2 separate regions of the Pan troglodytes genome follow, and region 1 is linked to region 2. Evidence: chromatin contacts called from public Hi-C data. All regions are on one chromosome and are shown on one strand. Each heading gives the region's core, a stretch centred on a gene start, on an enhancer-like site or on the middle of the called end of the contact. The rest is flanking DNA. Distances are from core to core; before and after follow the strand shown.

Region 1 (2,716 bases), core at 207-2,706, 190 kb after region 2:
AACGACTTCAGGTCCACTCAATACTGACTACCAGTGAACCATCTTTAACTACAGTGCTAGAAGCCTGACTGTCCTCCTCTCCTCAGCCTAAGTTCTTCTTATCTGTCTCTGAAGGACCTTCCTCTGGACTTGAGACACACTGGAAGAGAAGGTAGTTTCTGATATTCCTTTCCTCTTTTGGCCAACTACTTTGTCTGGCTCCATTTTCATGCAGTAAATTCACTAATTGTTAAAGGCAGATGGAGCTCCAGCAACTCTATTACAGAACTGGGTTTTCCATTCTACTGAGCTTGTTCACAGACACAACTTTCTCAGGAGCCAGTGTGTCTTCATCTCCCCCTTTCAACATCTACAGCCTCAGATTACCTTCTAAGGCTCCATTTATTGTCAGGCCACAATTTCTAGGATTCTAATGATGAAGACAAACTCTGATACACAATTCACATCTTTCTTAGCTCCTGTTTCCAGTTCTCTTCTCCATTGCAAACAAAAACAAAAACCCCAAACAAACCACAAAACCTGTTTCCAAGTTCAGTGGGACACTCTTGCCAACGCACCCTGACTTCAGGTATGTAAGAGTTAAGAAACAAGAAAGAAACACGAAAAGCAGCTTAACAGTCAAAGACAGGTTTATTTTGGAGAATAAACCTGAGAGGGGCTTCTTGTCGATTTTGGTCAGGAGCGTTTTCTCTTACACATTAAGGGTGTTTAAGGGTTTACGAAGCGGTGAGCTTATTGCAGGTTCGTAATGTTTCTGTATGAGGGAAAGTTTATTGCAGGGTTGGAAAGTCTCTGGCTGGAGGGGAGGCTATCTCCGGGTTGGCATGTTTCTGGTTGGAAGTGGGTTTATCTTAGGGTTGGAATGTTTCTGGTTATGCTGACATTAGCCATTAGGCTGATGTTTTTGGGTTGGATTTAGGCAGTTTCTTAATCAAGGGGAACTTAAAATGGTGGCAGTTGTCCAAGATGGCAATGCTCCTGCTGTCAGGGTAGGCCTTGGGAAGACACCAGGTGTCTTTGTAAACTTAGGTTTCCCCTGTACCAAGCACAGTGCTGACTGCATTACATGGGTTTTTCGTTTTACTATTCGTGACAACCTTCTGAGGTAGGTATCATTACTGTCCCCATTTTACAGATGAGACAACTGAGGCTTAGGTAGGCTGTCACTCATCCACAGCCACAGAGCTACTATGGAGGGAACCCCATTTGTTCCTAAACTGCGATTTAAAAAAAAGTAGGGGGAGACAGGCCAAGAAAGAAAACACGAAAAGGGTTGAAAAGCAGCAAAAGAAAAGTAAGCAGTCAGGCGGAAGCGGCCCCTTTCCTGCCTCCTTCCCGCCCGGCGCTGGGCCTTGCGCAGGGCCCGGACGCCCCCAAGCGGCCGCTCCTCTGCAGCTGACGCTTCCGGCTACAGGCTGGCGTCACTAGCGAGCGCCCTGCGTAGGCACCGGCCCCTGAGCCCGTGCTTCGGGTGAGGGGGAGGGTCTTCCGGCCCTCTCGAAAATCATTTCCGGCATGAGCCGGAAGACCGTCCCGGATGGTCTCGGGTACGGCCAGTGTGTGGAGGTGAGCTCCGGGATTGCCGGCATTCCCGCTTCTGCTGGTTGCCTCATGCTGCAGGCTGCGGCCGTCAGCCCTCGCTCGCATTGGTGGCGCTGAGGTGCCGGGGCAGCAAGTGACATGTCGTCGGGCCTCCGCGCCGCTGACTTCCCCCGCTGGAAGCGCCACATCTCGGAGCAACTGAGGCGCCGGGACCGGCTGCAGAGACAGGCGTTCGAGGAGATCATCCTGCAGTGTGAGCGGCGCCGGTGCGGGCTGGGAGCCGGGCGGGCGGGCCCCGCGGAGGCATGCGGGGCGTCAGCGGGAACCTGAGGCCGAGTACCTGGCGCCGCCCGCACGCATGGCGGCCGCCTCGGGTAACCCGCGCTTGGGACGCCCCACGCCTTTTAAATGTTTTTTCTAACCTGCGTTTTATCTTTGGAGGATTTTCCCTATTAAATTGTACGATCTTTGTGGGGAGGCACAGTTCGTGTTTGTATTTGTAAATCCCAGTAGCTCATAACAATGCTTATGCACTTAAATAGGTCCCAGAAACATCCCATCTATGGGGTCATGTTAATGAAACGGTCGTTGACTTTCAGTCGCAGAATTAACATTGCCTTCTCAATGCACTGGAACGGGTGGCCTTTGATTCCTCAAACTTACTTCCCTTACTCCACGTTGGTGGTTTTTTTTTGCGGGGAAACGGGATAGGGGATCAGGGTCTTGCTGTGTCGCCGAGCCTGGAGTGCAGTGGCGGAGATCACGGCTCACTGCAGTCTCAAACTCCCAGGATCAAGTGATCCTCCCACCTAAGCCTCCCGAGTAGCTGGGATTACAGACGCGCTTCACCACGGTCGGCTAATTTTTTTAAAAAAATTTTTTTGGAACGAGGTCTCACTGTGTTTCCCAGGCTGGTCTCCAACTCCTGCGCTCAAGCGATCTTCCCACCTCGGCCTCCCAAAGTGCTGGGATTATAGGCGTGAGCCACCGAGCCCGGCCCCACCTTGGTGTTAATATCTTAATATTAACAGAACCTTTACTGTTACTGAAATCTTCAGTATGAAAGAGGTGGTTTTCTTTCCCCTTACTGCTTGCAGCTTAAGGGTACAAAAATGTTTGTACCTTTACCTAAATCATAATGCTCCTAAGGTGGTTCCATCTGCGTCTGAAAGTA
Region 2 (2,700 bases), core at 71-2,570:
TGGAATGGCAAGGACTGTGGGAATAGAGGTGTGAGAGGTGGGGGGCTGGGGGTTTGGGGGAAGCTCTCTAAGTAGGGCAGTCTTGGCATGGTAGGGGTCTCTAGAGATGAGTGGGTGGAGGTGTAAAGGGACCAGTATTGCAAATGGATCCTCCTGGTGGCGTGGTCCGAGACTTCATGGATGTTGGTGGAGGCCAGCAGGGAAGTGAGAAGGGTGCGAAGGTGCACAATGGGAGCATAGGAGATGACCCCATAAGGAGGGGGTGGACAGGTGCTGAGTGGAGGCGTGGGTGGGGAATGAGAGGCCTCCACACTGGGCTGCTGCAGAGGTGGCGAGCTCCGGAAGGGCCGGAGCGTGGAGGCCAGTTCCCATCACCACTCTATCCCCACGCCTGGCTCCCAGCCTGGCCAGAGGTCCTTGACTGGGAGTGCTTTGTCTGCCCTACAGACTCGCCTGCCGTGTGTGCTGCTCAGCGGGGAGGTGCTGGGGTCCCTGTTCTGGGACAACCATCAGTGTGACACATGTTGAGCCCCTGGGCACATGTGAGCTCTTTTACGAGCTACGTCCTTCAAGTTAGACAAGAAGAAACCAAGGCCAAGAGAGAGAAGAAACTTGACCAGGTTCCCACAGCTTGAATGTGGTGGCGCTGCCTGGCTGGTGCCCCTTCCTGGAGGGAGTCTGTTGTCATGTCCTGGAGGCCAAGGCCTGGATGTGGGACGGTGGGGGCACTCTTTGTGCAGCGGGTCAACACGTGCCCCTTCGGCCTTGGTGGGCCTGACCCAAGGACGGAGGGTGCCCAGGTCTGGGGGCTGAGGGATGGGTGTCCACCGCAGAGCCCTCAGAAATGACTGGTCCTGGATGGCGGTCCCTGGAGAGGCAGCTCCTCTTTGAGTGGTGGGCAAATGTGGCCATGCCCAGTCTTGGAGGCGGTGCAGTCCGACCGGCCACCCCGACTGCTGAGATGCAGGACTCAGCACCCAGTGTTGTCCTTGGCCAGGCGGCCAGCCTGCCCTATGGGGCTTTGGGGTTCTCCTCTCCAAGCTTGTTTCCCCAGCATCCTGGAGAAGCCCAGGGAAAAACCCAGCCTATATTCCCGCTGTAAACGGTCCACATCCCCTCCAAGCTCCCTTTGTGTGTCTCCAAGCTGGACTGCAGGGATCAGAGCTGTGCTGCCCGTGCAGCACCCACCCGCCCCTGGGAATGAGGATAATGGGGTCACAGAGCCATCACTTGGACCTTGGCGCCCTCGGCTGGTGGCGGCCAAGGTCTCCCAGCACCCAGGCCGCTGGGAGTCTCTAAAGGGGAGGGGTGGGGCTCGACTGTCCCCTCCCCCTCAAGTTTGCTCTGTCCTGGGCAGGCCGTAGTCCCAGTTGAGAAGCTGTGCCCCCTTGGGTGTTTTGGAGGTTCAGGGTGGGTGTTGAAAAGCCCTGGGGGAGAGCAGAAGGCTCGGGGGCCTGTCTAGGGCATGGCATCCCACGTGGGTGTCAGCACGGCCGCAGAAGAACCACTCCTCTGGCCCACCCATGCCTGCTAGGCCATGCTTCTTCAGAAGTGGCCACAACTCTCCTGACGTCTCCAGAGCCGGTCATTCCACCCAGGGGGACTTCAGCTGCCACTGGACACTTCAATTGTAGGCTGCGACTGGTTGCCAGGAAGGAGAGGGCCGGTGAGAGAGCCGCGGCAGCCGTGGCAGGGTGTAGGGGATGGTTGACGGCCAGGGCCCCCCTCTCTCTCTCTCTCTCTCTCTCTTGCTTGGTTTCTGTAATGAGGAAGTTCTCCGCAGCTCAGTTTCCTTTCCCTCGCTGAGCGCCTGAAACAGGAAGTCAGTCAGTTAAGCTGGTGGCAGCAGCCGAGGCCACCAAGAGGCAACAGGCGGCAGGTTGCAGTGGAGGGGCCTCCGCTCCCCTCGGTGGTGTGTGGGTCCTGGGGGTGCCCGCCGGCCCGGCCGAGGAAGCCCACGCCCACCATGGTCCCCTGCTGGAACCACGGCAACATCACCCGCTCCAAGGCGGAGGAGCTGCTTTCCAGGACGGGCAAGGACGGGAGCTTCCTCGTGCGTGCCAGCGAGTCCATCTCCCGGGCATACGCGCTCTGCGTGCTGTGAGTACAACCTGCTCCCTCCCCAGGCACAGATATGACAGAGGGGCTTAGAGGGGGCCTAGCTTTGGGATGGGTTGTTCTTATGTCACAGGACAGAGTGATCTGACATGCACACTTCCCCGCCACCCTGTCATGGACCTTGTCCTTGGAGTTCAGAGAGCTGGTCTCGTGGCAGGTTTTGCAGCCTTGGAGCTGTCAGAACCACTCTGAGGCCTGATCTTACACCCCAGCTTCCCATGAGCTGTGTGGACCTTGTGGCTTCCTTGGAGTCTGGGGACCGAGAGAAGGGAGTTTGGGCTTTTTGAGCCAGGAGGAAGCTGAGGGCTCTGTGGAGGTGGGTGTGTTAGAGATCAGCTCAAAGATGCCCAGCTCAGAAACCCTGAGAAGAGCAAAGGTGGCAAGGGGGACCCTTCCTGGAGCACCCAGGCTTCGGGCCCCTGGAGGAAGCTGTTGTTTGGCGAGCCAAGAATATGGGGTGAGTTTAATCAAGAAAGGACTTTCCGTTCAGTCAGAAGCTGCTTTCAGGGGCCTGAGAGCAGAGGAAGTCACCATTACCACCAGCGAGCAGCCTCTTCTCTCTCCTGAGCACTCGGCTGTGAC

The links. A called contact is a pair of places that touch in the nucleus more often than the background predicts.
Region 1: a Hi-C map of stem cell-derived neural progenitor cells shows a contact between it and region 2, with 4 times the contacts expected there. The contact joins the promoter of ATG16L1 here to the promoter of INPP5D in region 2. A contact is called at or near these places in 2 of 7 Hi-C or Micro-C datasets (induced pluripotent stem cells and stem cell-derived neural progenitor cells).

The regions. Positions count from the first base shown.
Region 1 is chr13:135,454,998-135,457,713 of NHGRI_mPanTro3-v2.0_pri, forward strand. It overlaps ATG16L1 (autophagy related 16 like 1), which reads left to right and starts at 1,457. Exons shown (of 17, transcript XM_001150056.6): 1 at 1,457-1,795. The coding sequence starts at 1,681.
Region 2 is chr13:135,263,018-135,265,717 of NHGRI_mPanTro3-v2.0_pri, forward strand. INPP5D (inositol polyphosphate-5-phosphatase D) reads left to right here and starts at 1,321. Exons shown (of 27, transcript XM_016950726.3): 1 at 1,321-2,100. The coding sequence starts at 1,967.